Regions from separate parts of the Mus musculus genome. Here all the other regions are linked to region 3. The links are chromatin contacts, called in public promoter capture Hi-C maps. All regions are on one chromosome and are shown on one strand. Each heading gives the region's core, a stretch centred on a gene start, on an enhancer-like site or on the middle of the called end of the contact. The rest is flanking DNA. Distances are from core to core; before and after follow the strand shown.

Region 1 (3,504 bases), core at 25-2,524, 540 kb after region 3:
CAGACCCCACACTCGCACCGGCCACGGTCATGGCACAGAGCGCTCCCTGGGGGCTGCCCAGGTGCACGACATCTGCGTTCGGACTCTGCCCGGGACAGCCTGCAGGGGGCGCCCGACAGGCTTCTGCAGGAGATAAGAAAGGCCACAGCTAGGCCACAGTCAGACACAGACCCCGCCCCTTCTACTCCCAGCCCACACTCGGTGGAGAAGAGGCCTGCAGCCTCATTTCTCTGTGGGCCAAGCAAGCCTCTGAAAGGTTGTTTTAAACACGACTAAAAATAGCACCTTCCAGTAGACAGAGGCGACGGCCTCTTGCTCCTTGGCGGATTGCCACTGAATCTTAAATGCACATTTTGATTAAATGCAAATTAGTCTGAAGTATGATCCTTGGCTGGCTTTTTGTTCTTTCTCTTTAAAAAGCGCTCATTGCTATCTAATAGCTAGAGGGAGATTACTTGGTAAAAATAAAGAGAGGAATGTATAGAAAAAGTTTAATGTATCATACATATGGTAGGAAGTAATGCTTTTAAATTATACTTGAAGCAGACATTAAGTAGTCTATGTTTTAAAAGTTGGAATGGAACTTGTTGCCTTTTTCAAAATGCAATGCAAGGTGTGACAGGGCCATCAAGCGGGTGCTATATTAAAAAGTGGAAAGAAGACTGCCTTACAGGCTATGGGATCAGACAAGTGTGCATAAGTACATCTTTGACTTGAGGTAAGTAAAAGTAACGACAAAAACAAAAAAACCCTAACATGTATTTGCAGGGGGAGAAATGATATCCGCTTTATTCAATGAGTAATTTTCCAAAGGAAAAGTGAATGAACAGATTATGAAGCAACATTAAAGTTAGATATAAGGAAAGAAAAGGCAGAACAGGTTGAAAACTGTTAATCTAACGTCCCACTTAGTAACTGCTCTTGGCTTGTGACAGTCATCTGTAAGCTTGAATTCTGCTACCCACGGCAGGGCAGGTGTGTCTCAAACAACAATAAACCAAACTTACCTCAGAGATGGTAAGAAGCTTTGAGGAGCAGCTGACAGCCCAATGAAGAGAAGGGAGGACACCAGCAACAAGAAGTTCCTGAAGCCTGGAGGATGCATGCTGAGCTCTGCAGGAGGGAGGGCAGACCAGCTGCACTGCTGCTAGGTGGGGCTTCCACCCGAGGCAGCAGGAGGAAGTGTCACCAGCAGATGTCCAGGCAGAAGGACTTGGGATAGCGGAGCTCACAGGTTCTGGGCTCCTCCTGGAAGCTCAGTTGCCTGCGAAGACTTGGGCAGTGGATCCGCTTTGGGCGGGGTGCGGGTGCCAAACTCCTCCAGTGGAGAGTCTAGGCAGGGAAGTAATTAGAAACAGTTGTACAAGCAGATGGTTTATTTTGACATTTTAAAAAAGTGTCCTGTTCACAGATTTGAGAAAATCTTGTCTTTCTTCAAGTACAGGCCCCCGAAATATTTAACAAGAGGATATTTGGACTGGCTGATTGGAAAGGCACCGTTAAAATAATTCCTGAATTGTGAAAAGGAAGGGGAGGGCTATGGTAAACACGGAAAGGAATCGCCTCCACCAGCAGTATTAAAAGAAGCCCCATTGGCGGCTTGAGAGATGCAAATGAACAAAGCTGGCAATCACAACTTTGTATTTATTAAGCTTTGTCTTTAACCATGGGTATTTTATTCCCTAAATGTCTAAAAGGTGTATTTTTTTCTTCCAGTTATTCAGGCCAGTTTCTTATCGCAGCCACATTTTTTTTTCTTGACTTGGACAGTCCAAATTAAAGTTGTTCCAAATCCACGCTATTCTTTCCTGTGATTTCAGTAGGCAGAAACAAAATAAAATATATGTTTAAAGTGTGATTTGCACTAAAAAAAAAAAAAAATAAATCAGCAGTGTTTTTTAGTCACCTACTCAGCGCCAGCCTCTGATATTAATTCTGATTGTGAGAATGATCACACATTGTTTTGCTAATTACACTTCTATCAGGCACCAGACTCTGTGCCAGATGGAAGAGGCATACAAAGGACAAAGGGGACATCTTCCTTTTCAGGAAGGCAGAGGACTGGTAAACTGTCAATCAAAACAAAAACACCAATTCCAGAGGACCAGGGATTGCAATGGAAAATTACTTCCTGATTAGATGCAGGTAACAATCACAACTAAGAAGGGAGGAGCTGAGCTGAAAGGCTAAAGAAGGAAGATTTAACCTCGATGATAAATGTGGGGGTGGAAGAGAAAAGAGATGCAATTTTATTTTATCGCTACTTTAAAGATAAAACCTGAGATCAAAGATATGAACTGATGATTCACTGGGACTCATGTAGGACCTCAGCGTTCACTCAGAGTCACCCACACCGTATGGCCATCTGGGAGAGTGTGCAGATGGAGGAAAGTCTTGAAGAACACTTTATATGTAAAGGCGTCTTCTGATGTTGATGATCCCTGGAATCAATGTATAGGACACATGGCTTTGTAAGCTTTCAAGTTAGACACAAGCTCCTGCAGGGAAGAATTTCCTCTGGCATTTCCGAAAGTGGATAAAGGTACAATACATCCCAATACTGGCTGCTAGAGCAAGCAGGAACAGAAGTGCCCTTGACCACGTTTGTGTTTCTCTCTTTGCTTAGATCTGTACCAAGAAGAGCTTTGCATGGACACCAGTAAAGAGTTGACGTTTATCAGTCCTTAGGTCCATCAGGGGATAGACTTGTAATAGGTATACAGTACATGGAGTACTATTAGAGGCTTTCTGAGGAGAGAATTCTGAGATATTCATACCAGAGTATGACCCAGAAAGAAAAGTCTGAGTTCCAAGTTGGCAGGTTCCCTGCACCAAATGACCTGCTCATCTCGTAGAGAAGGATTGTTTTAAAGAGAGGCTGATAGGGGAGTTCAGTGGTTGAGAGACAGAATGGGAATCTGGTTCCCAAGTGGGGTCCATGGATCAGCAGCATCAGCACCACCTGGAAACTTGCTTGAAATGTGCATCTTCGGGCTTCTTCATCAAACCAACTGAATCGGTGGTGCGGCAAGAAATCAGCTTTCACCAAAGAAAAAGAGATGCCTTGCAATGTATAGGACACAAGGCTGGGGCTAAGGGTGTCTCGATATAGCAGTGGTCTTCCCATTCCCAGCATGGGCGTTAGCATTACATTCCTTCCCACCCATACCTAAGACAATGGAGACAAGTGGATGGGCTTTCCTGTAAACATCAGGGAACCCTGGAGATGAAGGGAAGATGAAATAACAGAGAAGCATCTATCTCAAAGCTTGAGTAGGAAATTGCAGTGAAAACAAGAAGCTTTAATATGAAGCATGTACTATTTATCCTCTTTGCTTCCCTACCCCCCACCAGGGGGAAAAAGACTCATTTTTAAATGGAGAACTGATTTTTGAACATTTTGAATATTTACTTTGTGGATTAAAATGCTGTTTTGAGGCTACTGTTTTCTCACCCTCATTCAATGTAGCATTCGTGTGTGTGTGTGTGTGTGTGTGTGTGTGT
Region 2 (3,815 bases), core at 379-2,878, 570 kb after region 3:
TTACTGACAGAGCAGGTTCTGAAGTGCCTGTCTGATGTAGAGTATTGCTGAGATAGTGAAAAACCACTACTGAAAAAATGCTGTTCAATTTTTTATCAAAATCTTGGTGTTACCATGTTTCATGATCATGTTTTTCTAGAATTCTAATTTATAATTATAACCCCAAGAGTGATATACCATTATGTATTTTAACACTAGCAATAAAGTACTATTTAGGTTTTTTGTTTTAAAAGGAAGTAGCAACAGAGATGATGAAATGAACCAGTAATAAAACTTAAAATAAATTAGTTGTGGATTTACCAGTTGTACTGGCTGGTTTTGTGTGTCAACTTGACAAATGCTAGAGTTATCACAGAGGAAGGAGCTTCAGTTGGGGAAGTGCCTCCATGAGATCCAGCTGTGGGGTATTTTCCCAATTAGTGATCAAGGAGGAAAGGCACCTTGTGGGTGGGACCATCTCTGGACTGGTAGTTTTGGTTCTATAAGAGAGCAGGCTGAGCAAGCCAGGCGAAGCAAGCCAGTAAAGAACATCTCTCCATGGCCTCTGCATCAGCTCCTGCTTCCTGACTTGCTTAAGTTCTAGTCCTACTTCCTTAGTGATGAACAGCAGTATGGAAGTGTAAACTGAATAAACCCTTTCCTCCTCAATTTGCTTCTTGGTCATGATGTTTGTGCAGGAATAGAAACCCTGACTAAGACACCAGTATTGAAATTATTTTTAATTTTATTATGAAAATGTTTAATCCTTTGTCTGAATTACAGCTTTTTATACAGTTGGTAATTCTGAAGTTTTTAGCAATTTGATGAAAAAACAATCTCACATTTCTATATATTGTGAAACACTGATTATTAACATGCCCCTTTAAGGAAACATCAACAAAAACCTACCAAACAACAAGAGAAACAAAAAAAAAAAAAAAAACAAACAAAAAAAAAAACTCCACAAAGAACCTAATAGGGTTGTAAAGATTAGTTTTTTTGTAAAGGGGGGAAATTAAATATATAAGGCTAGAAAATGCTTGTTTAAAATGTGTGTGTGTGTATGTGTGTGTGTGTGTGTGTGTGTGTGTGTGAAATTTTATGTTGGTTGCTAGAGAGACAACATTTTGTGACAGGCAGTTGTTTTTCACTTAAGTTTCCTTTTAGAGGAAGCTTCATCTGATCCTTTGTGCTTCAAAGACAACTGCAAAAGGCATACTTTTGTGTATATGTGATAGTGAAATCACAGGCTGGGAACTCCTGAATGATTGCTAAAGCTGACTGTAGGCAAATAAACCTTTAGGAATGAGAGTGCAGTGGACGGTGTCTCCTGGGCCTGAACAAGGTAGTTGAGATGCAAAATGTCCCTACACTTATTCTACTGGATTCCCTACAAGACCTCAGCTTCAGCCTACCCTGGTGCTGCAAATAGAGTATAGAGTTAACCATGTACGAACACCCTTTAGCCTCTATCTACATGGTGACATATTTAAAAGACTGAAACATTACTGATGTATTTATTACTTTGCAATTTCATACTTAGGAGCGCATAAAGTAGCACTACAGTAGCACACAGGCCTAGAGAAGCAGGAGCCCCTAGAACAGCCTGAGAAGACTGCCCAGCTGTTGCTGAGACTGGCTGCTGGAGGAGAGAGGGAAGCCACCTGCAAGTACGGACCCTGGCACTGGCCACCAGCTGCGGCGGCGCTGCCTTGAGCATCCTCCGTAGCTCGCGCAGCAAAGCCAACAGCAAAAGGCAAGCGAATAAACGCAAGGCCAGGACTCCTGCAGCTCTCTCCGTGCCCCTCGCTCGTGCGGCAGATGCTAGTGCAGAACCAGCACGGAGCTGACTGAGCCGCCATAGGTGAGGGGCCGCGTCCCCACCCGCTCAGGCCGGCGCGCCCCGCACGGATCCCGCTTGCCGCCGCCGCCGCTGCAGCCTCAGCACCATGACTACTCCGCGCGCTGCGGTTACAGGTTGGTTATGGCCGCTGGCCCTGGAGGCTGCGGCAAGGCGGGCACAGCGTCTTACACCGGAGGCCGGGAGGCGTCCTGCTATCCCTTCGCTGGGGCCTGGCCTGGGCAGGGTTCTGGGAATCCAGGAGGCGGCAGACAGCTCAGTCTGGGCGCGCAGGGAAGGGACTCTGGGAGCCACTGTGCGCCACTGTGCGCCCTCTGGCCCCCCGTGCAAGTTGCTCCCAAGTGGGCCTTGGGAAGCCTTGGGCCGCTGGATGGGGCCTGCCCAGCCTTGGCATCCAGCAGGTGCTGGAGGTGGGGGAAGCAGGTGGCTGGGGGTGGGGCTGACATGCATCCAGACCCTCACTATGCTGGCCCTGATTGCTAAAGGCCTTAATTGCCTCTGGCCTTCACCTGGGTCAACCCAATACTGGGAGGAGGGTTTGGGGAGTACCTCTGCTCCATCAGCTTTTGGGAAGGCCTTCTGGGCCTTGCCCAATCCCATAATCCTGCGGACTGCTGTTTGCTAATTTGCTCTCATTTTATTAATTGTTCTGTTTGAGCAGCTGTCATTAGAGTGACCCTTATCAGCAAGCAAAGTTTGGACTTGCCAAAGCAACTGCATTTTGTCTTTGAACCTTTAAGAGCCCAGTTTGGAAGGCCTGGCTAGAGTCTGGAAATGGGTCCAGAACTGTGACCTAGGGGTTAGTTATTTCTCTGACTTTAATGTTTCTTTAGACAACATAATGTCCCCGAACCTGGACACTATGTCCTTTACTAGAAAAAAAAAATCAGCTTTGGGCCCAAATTTCCAAGGACTGTATTGTGAAGGATGTGTGAACACACACACACACACACACACACACACACACACATGACCTTTGGAAGATTTCCTCAATTTCCCTGTGGGAAATGGGAAGTGAGGCCCCTTGTGGCTTTTTTTCCTGTAATCTCTCATGTGGGATCAAAAATTAACAGGTAGCTGTTTTTGCTTTTGTTTTTAAATTTTTGATTCCTTGTTCCATAGCTTCTGCTGTGTCTTTGTTACCTGGGAGAGGAGCAGGGACTGTGGCAGTTTCTTAACAGCAGGAGTCTTTTTATATCCAGATTGTCCAACAATCCAAATAAGAGCCATGCCTTCTCAAATCTCCACAACCTCAGAAATTGATTTCTGAATTGATTGGTTCCGTTCTGTTCTATGTGGGTGTTACAATCTCCTCTGATATAATTTTGTGCCATCTATTTGATAAATCCATATAAGGAAAGGGAAAAACTTGAGCTTTGCCAAATAGCTAAAAGAAAAAAGTTGTGTGAAAGGCCATTGGCTTCTCTTACCTGATCACAGGTAAGTAATGTACTTTCACTGGAAAGGATGGGATTAGAAGTACTATAAAAACAAATCCATAATTTGTGAAATGGTAACAATACAGTTACAACTTTGGGTATGGCTTGCAAGGATATTCAAGAGGGAAAAAAAGTGCACATTTAAAAGAAGAAAATCTACTCAAAATCATTTGCTCACAGTTCAGATATCTAAAGGCTTTATAGTGTTTTTATTTCCCCTTGTGGATGGCAGTATGTTCCACTTGCTTTTTTTCTCTTTCCCGCATAAAGAGTGCCTGTATGTGCCTGTGTGTATCTGTGGGAAACATATTTATTTTATCATTCATCAGTGGTGCTAAGATAATTTTAGATTTATATGCCTGGGTGGAAAACAAGTCACATGTAGATCTCTGTAAGGAACAGTTCAATCTCACCCATGATAGTTTAATGTAAGCCAGGTATTGAACCAGGATCTGGGTGTTCTGTAAAGGAAAGAAATGGGCCTAGCCCCTAAGAATCTATCATGAACGGACCCATGTATTTTCATGTGTGCTTTG
Region 3 (3,519 bases), core at 428-2,927:
AGCTAGATTGCTTGCTCTTCAGTTAATGGAAATTACCTGTAATATCTGCATTGTGGATATATTTGCAAAGGCATGCATTGTTGCATTTTTATCATGGTAGGGTAAATAGAAAATTTTTGTTTGTTTGTTTTTCTTTTGTTTTTCAGAAAAGAGGTCTATGTTGAGACATAAACCAGACTAAGGTTCTAAGGGCAGAGCCCTTTGTTTCTCTTTATCACTTAAAAATCTGTTGACTTGCCTAGTATTGTACCGACTCTGATCAGAACTGGATCAACTGAATAAATGGTGACAAGTTAAATGATCACCAATAGTTACTATTTATTAAATCCCAGTTGTGTGATATGCACAACAGTGTTTGGTATCATCATTGAAGTCTCACAATAACCTATGGGTAATGAAAATCATGGGGGCAAAACTGTGTTGAGAGAGTGTAAACAAAATGCAGATGAATTTATACAGTATATTTCCCTCACTTGGGTTCTAATGTTAGCCAAGACTTTATATTGCAAGGATGAGTGTAAGGATCCAGCAGTTAGAGAGAATAACAACAAATCTAGACTGACAGGCCCATTGAAACTATGCATCTTCTAGAAACCTTAAAGTATAGCAAATGGTGGAACAATTCTTTGCCTTCCCTCAGAATGGTGTTTCTATGGTACTTTACATGCTAGGACTATTTACTGCCCACAGACTCAATAACATTGAGAGGCATGATGATATTTGGATCAGCAGTTTGGAGGCATGGAAATACAGGGGTAAATTTATGTCTATTAGCAGAAGGAGAAAAACTTACCTGAGAATATATGCTGTGATATTAAAGCATTGAAACTGGAAAAGAATGTGTAAGATATGAGTACATAGTCTAGGGGATGATACTAAATAGCTGGCATTTGTTGTATACTCTAAGATACTGTCATAGAGTCTGCACTTTGTTTAGAACTGAATGGATTCTGCTCTCTGCTTAAAAGATGCAAAACTTGAAGCAGAAAAACTAAAATTACTTTGGAGATCACCTTAAGAAGTTCCAGACTCAAAAAATAAATTAAAAAGGAAAGAAGGAAGAAACAAAGAAAGAAAAGAAGAAAAAGAACCAGAAACCAAGAACCAAGAGCACTTGAAATTGAAGTTTACACACCTAAGAGCTTAGTCAGAAAAACACCATCTTCCTAAGTAGCCTCTCTCCTCTCTTCTCCTCTCCTCTCCTCTCCTCTCCTCTCCTCTCCTCTCCTCTCCTCTCCTCTCCTCTCCTCTCCTCTCCTCTCCTCTCCTCTCCTCTCCTCTCCTCTCCTCTCCTCTCCTCTCCTTCCCTCCCCTCCCTTCTCCTCCCCTCCCTTCTCCTCCCCTCCCTTCCCCTCTCCTCCCTTTCCCCCTTCCCTTCCCCTCCCTTCCTCTCCCCTCCCTTCCCCCTCCTCCCTTTCCCTCCCTCCCCTTCCCTCACCTTCTCTCTCATCTCCTCCCTCCCCTCCCCTCCCCTCTCCTCTCCTCTCCTCTCCTCTCCTCTCCTCTCTCCCTTCTATCTTTCTCGTTGCTTTATATAAAGTCAAAGGTGAAATTAATAAGTCTGAAGAGATTCTGAGGCAAGAAGCCTTGTCTGTATTCTCCTTATGTTTGGTTTCCTCTGCACCCTCCTGGTTTCTCTCCAGCTCAGCGCTGCCTTTTTATCACAGCTTAAGACAGCAGATGGCTCTCTTGCGTTTTCTTTCACTTATCTCTATCTGTAAACAGCCTAGTAGCCTTTGGAAGAGGGAATAGGAAAATGCGAGGATTAAGCTAAAAGACCCCGATTGCCTAATACAACTCCCTTCTTCAGATTCTCCTGAAATACGAAGCCACATCGAATAGAATGGGCCTCTGGAGATTTGAGAAATTTCACTGTCAGAGAGACTTTCTACACACTTCATCAGGGATCCTAATAGAAAGATCGAGCAGGCAGGATGCTTCTCTGGTATCCAACAGTTGAAAGCTTCTGCCTCGAGGTGTGTTATTACAGTCAGTGGAAGTAGTGATGGTTAATTTCCTTTCCATTTAAGAAAAAGAGGGGGCAAAACATTGCCTTTACGGGAAGATATAGTCTAGGAGACCTTTACAAGATAGCCAGACAGCGCTTCTCTATTCTGGCTTCTTCAATGAAGTGTGGCTGGCCAGCGTCACTGTCCGCGGTGCTGAACCTCAAACAAGCGGGAACTTGAGGTGCAATAAATAATGGAGAGGGGGTGACATATGAAGCCCAAAGTCTGACTTACCTATAGTCAAAGATTGGGAAATATGACTGAAATACGAAACAAACAGGCAAACAAACAAACCAGTGAACACAGCTGTGATGACAAGGAGCTCAATCCGATTCGAGTTAATAGCATGATGTCTTGGCTGCTGGAGTTGTACTCAATTTAAAAGGTCATTTTACACTTTGCATCTCATCTCATTCTCCAGAAAAAAAAAAAAAAAAAACCACTACGAAACCTTTAGGTAAATCTGTTTGTTTTAATCATGTAGTCATTTAGAAATTCCAAACTAGAACTTTTCAAATATCCAAATGGATTCTTTGCAGTAATGACTCTTATTAAGGGTTGTTTGTTTGTTTGTTTGTTTGATTGATTGATTGATTGATTGATTGATTGATTGTTTTGAGACAGGGTTTCTCTGTGTACCCATGGCTGTCCTGGAACTCACTCTGAAGACCAGGCTGGCCTCGAATTCAGAAATCCTCCTGCCTCTGCCTTCCAAGTGCTGGGATTAAAGGCGTGCACTGTCTGGCTTATTAGGGTTCTTTACCCCTGTGATTTAGCAAAAGAACAGTCATACTTTTATCCATGTTTTATTAGGGTTGCTCATCTCTCTGTAAACAATCTTCTCTGTGAACCACGACACTGCTTCACAAACACACACTCAAAATACATTGGTGTTCCCCTTTTCTCAGTTTTCTCTTTAAACTCATGGGTGACAAAGCAGTACACATTTTAGACAAGGTAACTCTAAAATATTCCTCTTAGTAATTGTGGTGTTTGTAGATGTAACAGCCAAGTGATGGGAATAATCTTACAGGGCATACCTCTTAATATCAAAAACGATATTACCCTAAACCTAATAATACCTGCCCTGGATCCAAATTCACACACTACCATTTCAGCAGATGTTCTCCACATCTCTAGTAAGAAAGGAGATCTAAAGGAAGAGCAGTGAAAGAAAAAGAACTCCTTACAAGGGGAAGATATGGATCAGTTGTTGGGTGAAGAAGTTCAGCTTCCCTGGAATACATCGTAGGCTACACTTCCCTTATTTGCCTAGTCGTATCTTTGTAGTACTTTTTAACTATTATCCAAAACAAAGGAAATAGTACATTTTTGTTCAACACTGCTTCAGAGACTTCCTGTCTTCCTTATCCCACTTTCCAGTTCTCATCTAGTACTGGGAAAATATTTCTAAAACCCTGCCAATGATTGCCAAAGCATGCTATGTCTGTGTCCATATTGGATGGTGAGAAGTTTAGCTTTTGCCTTTCTTTCTCCTTGTCTTCCTGGG

The links. Promoter capture Hi-C pulls out the DNA fragments that hold promoters and counts their contacts.
Region 1: a promoter capture Hi-C map of hippocampal neurons shows a contact between it and region 3, with 4 times the contacts expected there. The contact joins the promoter of Itgbl1 here to the enhancer-like site in region 3. A contact is called at or near these places in 4 of 39 promoter capture datasets (cranial neural crest, embryonic stem cells and hippocampal neurons), 2 of 484 Hi-C or Micro-C datasets (both in embryonic stem cells), 6 of 115 datasets of contacts at active chromatin or transcription factors (embryonic basal ganglia, embryonic forebrain, embryonic stem cells and 2 more) and 1 of 9 other capture datasets (embryonic stem cells).
Region 2: a promoter capture Hi-C map of hippocampal neurons shows a contact between it and region 3, with 5 times the contacts expected there. The contact joins the promoter of Nalcn here to the enhancer-like site in region 3. A contact is called at or near these places in 3 of 39 promoter capture datasets (embryonic stem cells, hippocampal neurons and stem cell-derived epiblast-like cells), 3 of 484 Hi-C or Micro-C datasets (the N1E-115 cell line, cortical neurons and forebrain), 5 of 115 datasets of contacts at active chromatin or transcription factors (embryonic basal ganglia, embryonic forebrain, embryonic midbrain and 2 more) and 1 of 9 other capture datasets (adipose tissue).

The regions. Positions count from the first base shown.
Region 1 is chr14:123,657,910-123,661,413 of GRCm38.p6, reverse strand. Itgbl1 (integrin, beta-like 1) reads right to left here and starts at 1,274. Exons shown (of 11, transcript NM_145467.2): 1 at 1,008-1,274; 2 at 1-123. The coding sequence starts at 1,105.
Region 2 is chr14:123,624,957-123,628,771 of GRCm38.p6, reverse strand. It overlaps Nalcn (sodium leak channel, non-selective), which reads left to right and starts at 1,628. Exons shown (of 44, transcript NM_177393.4): 1 at 1,628-1,956. It overlaps Gm46490 (a long non-coding RNA gene), which reads left to right. Exons shown (of 3, transcript XR_001781479.2): 3 at 1-159.
Region 3 is chr14:124,194,164-124,197,682 of GRCm38.p6, reverse strand. The region is part of intron 1 of Fgf14 (fibroblast growth factor 14); the gene reads left to right. Among named protein-coding and RNA genes, the nearest start is that of 1700024B18Rik, 210 kb to the right of the region's middle. Within about 2 kb of position 1,677, at least 8 of the 459 cell types and tissues checked have an H3K27ac peak or open chromatin away from gene starts, as enhancers often do. A contact at or near this core is called in cortical neurons and hippocampal neurons, where this site is marked.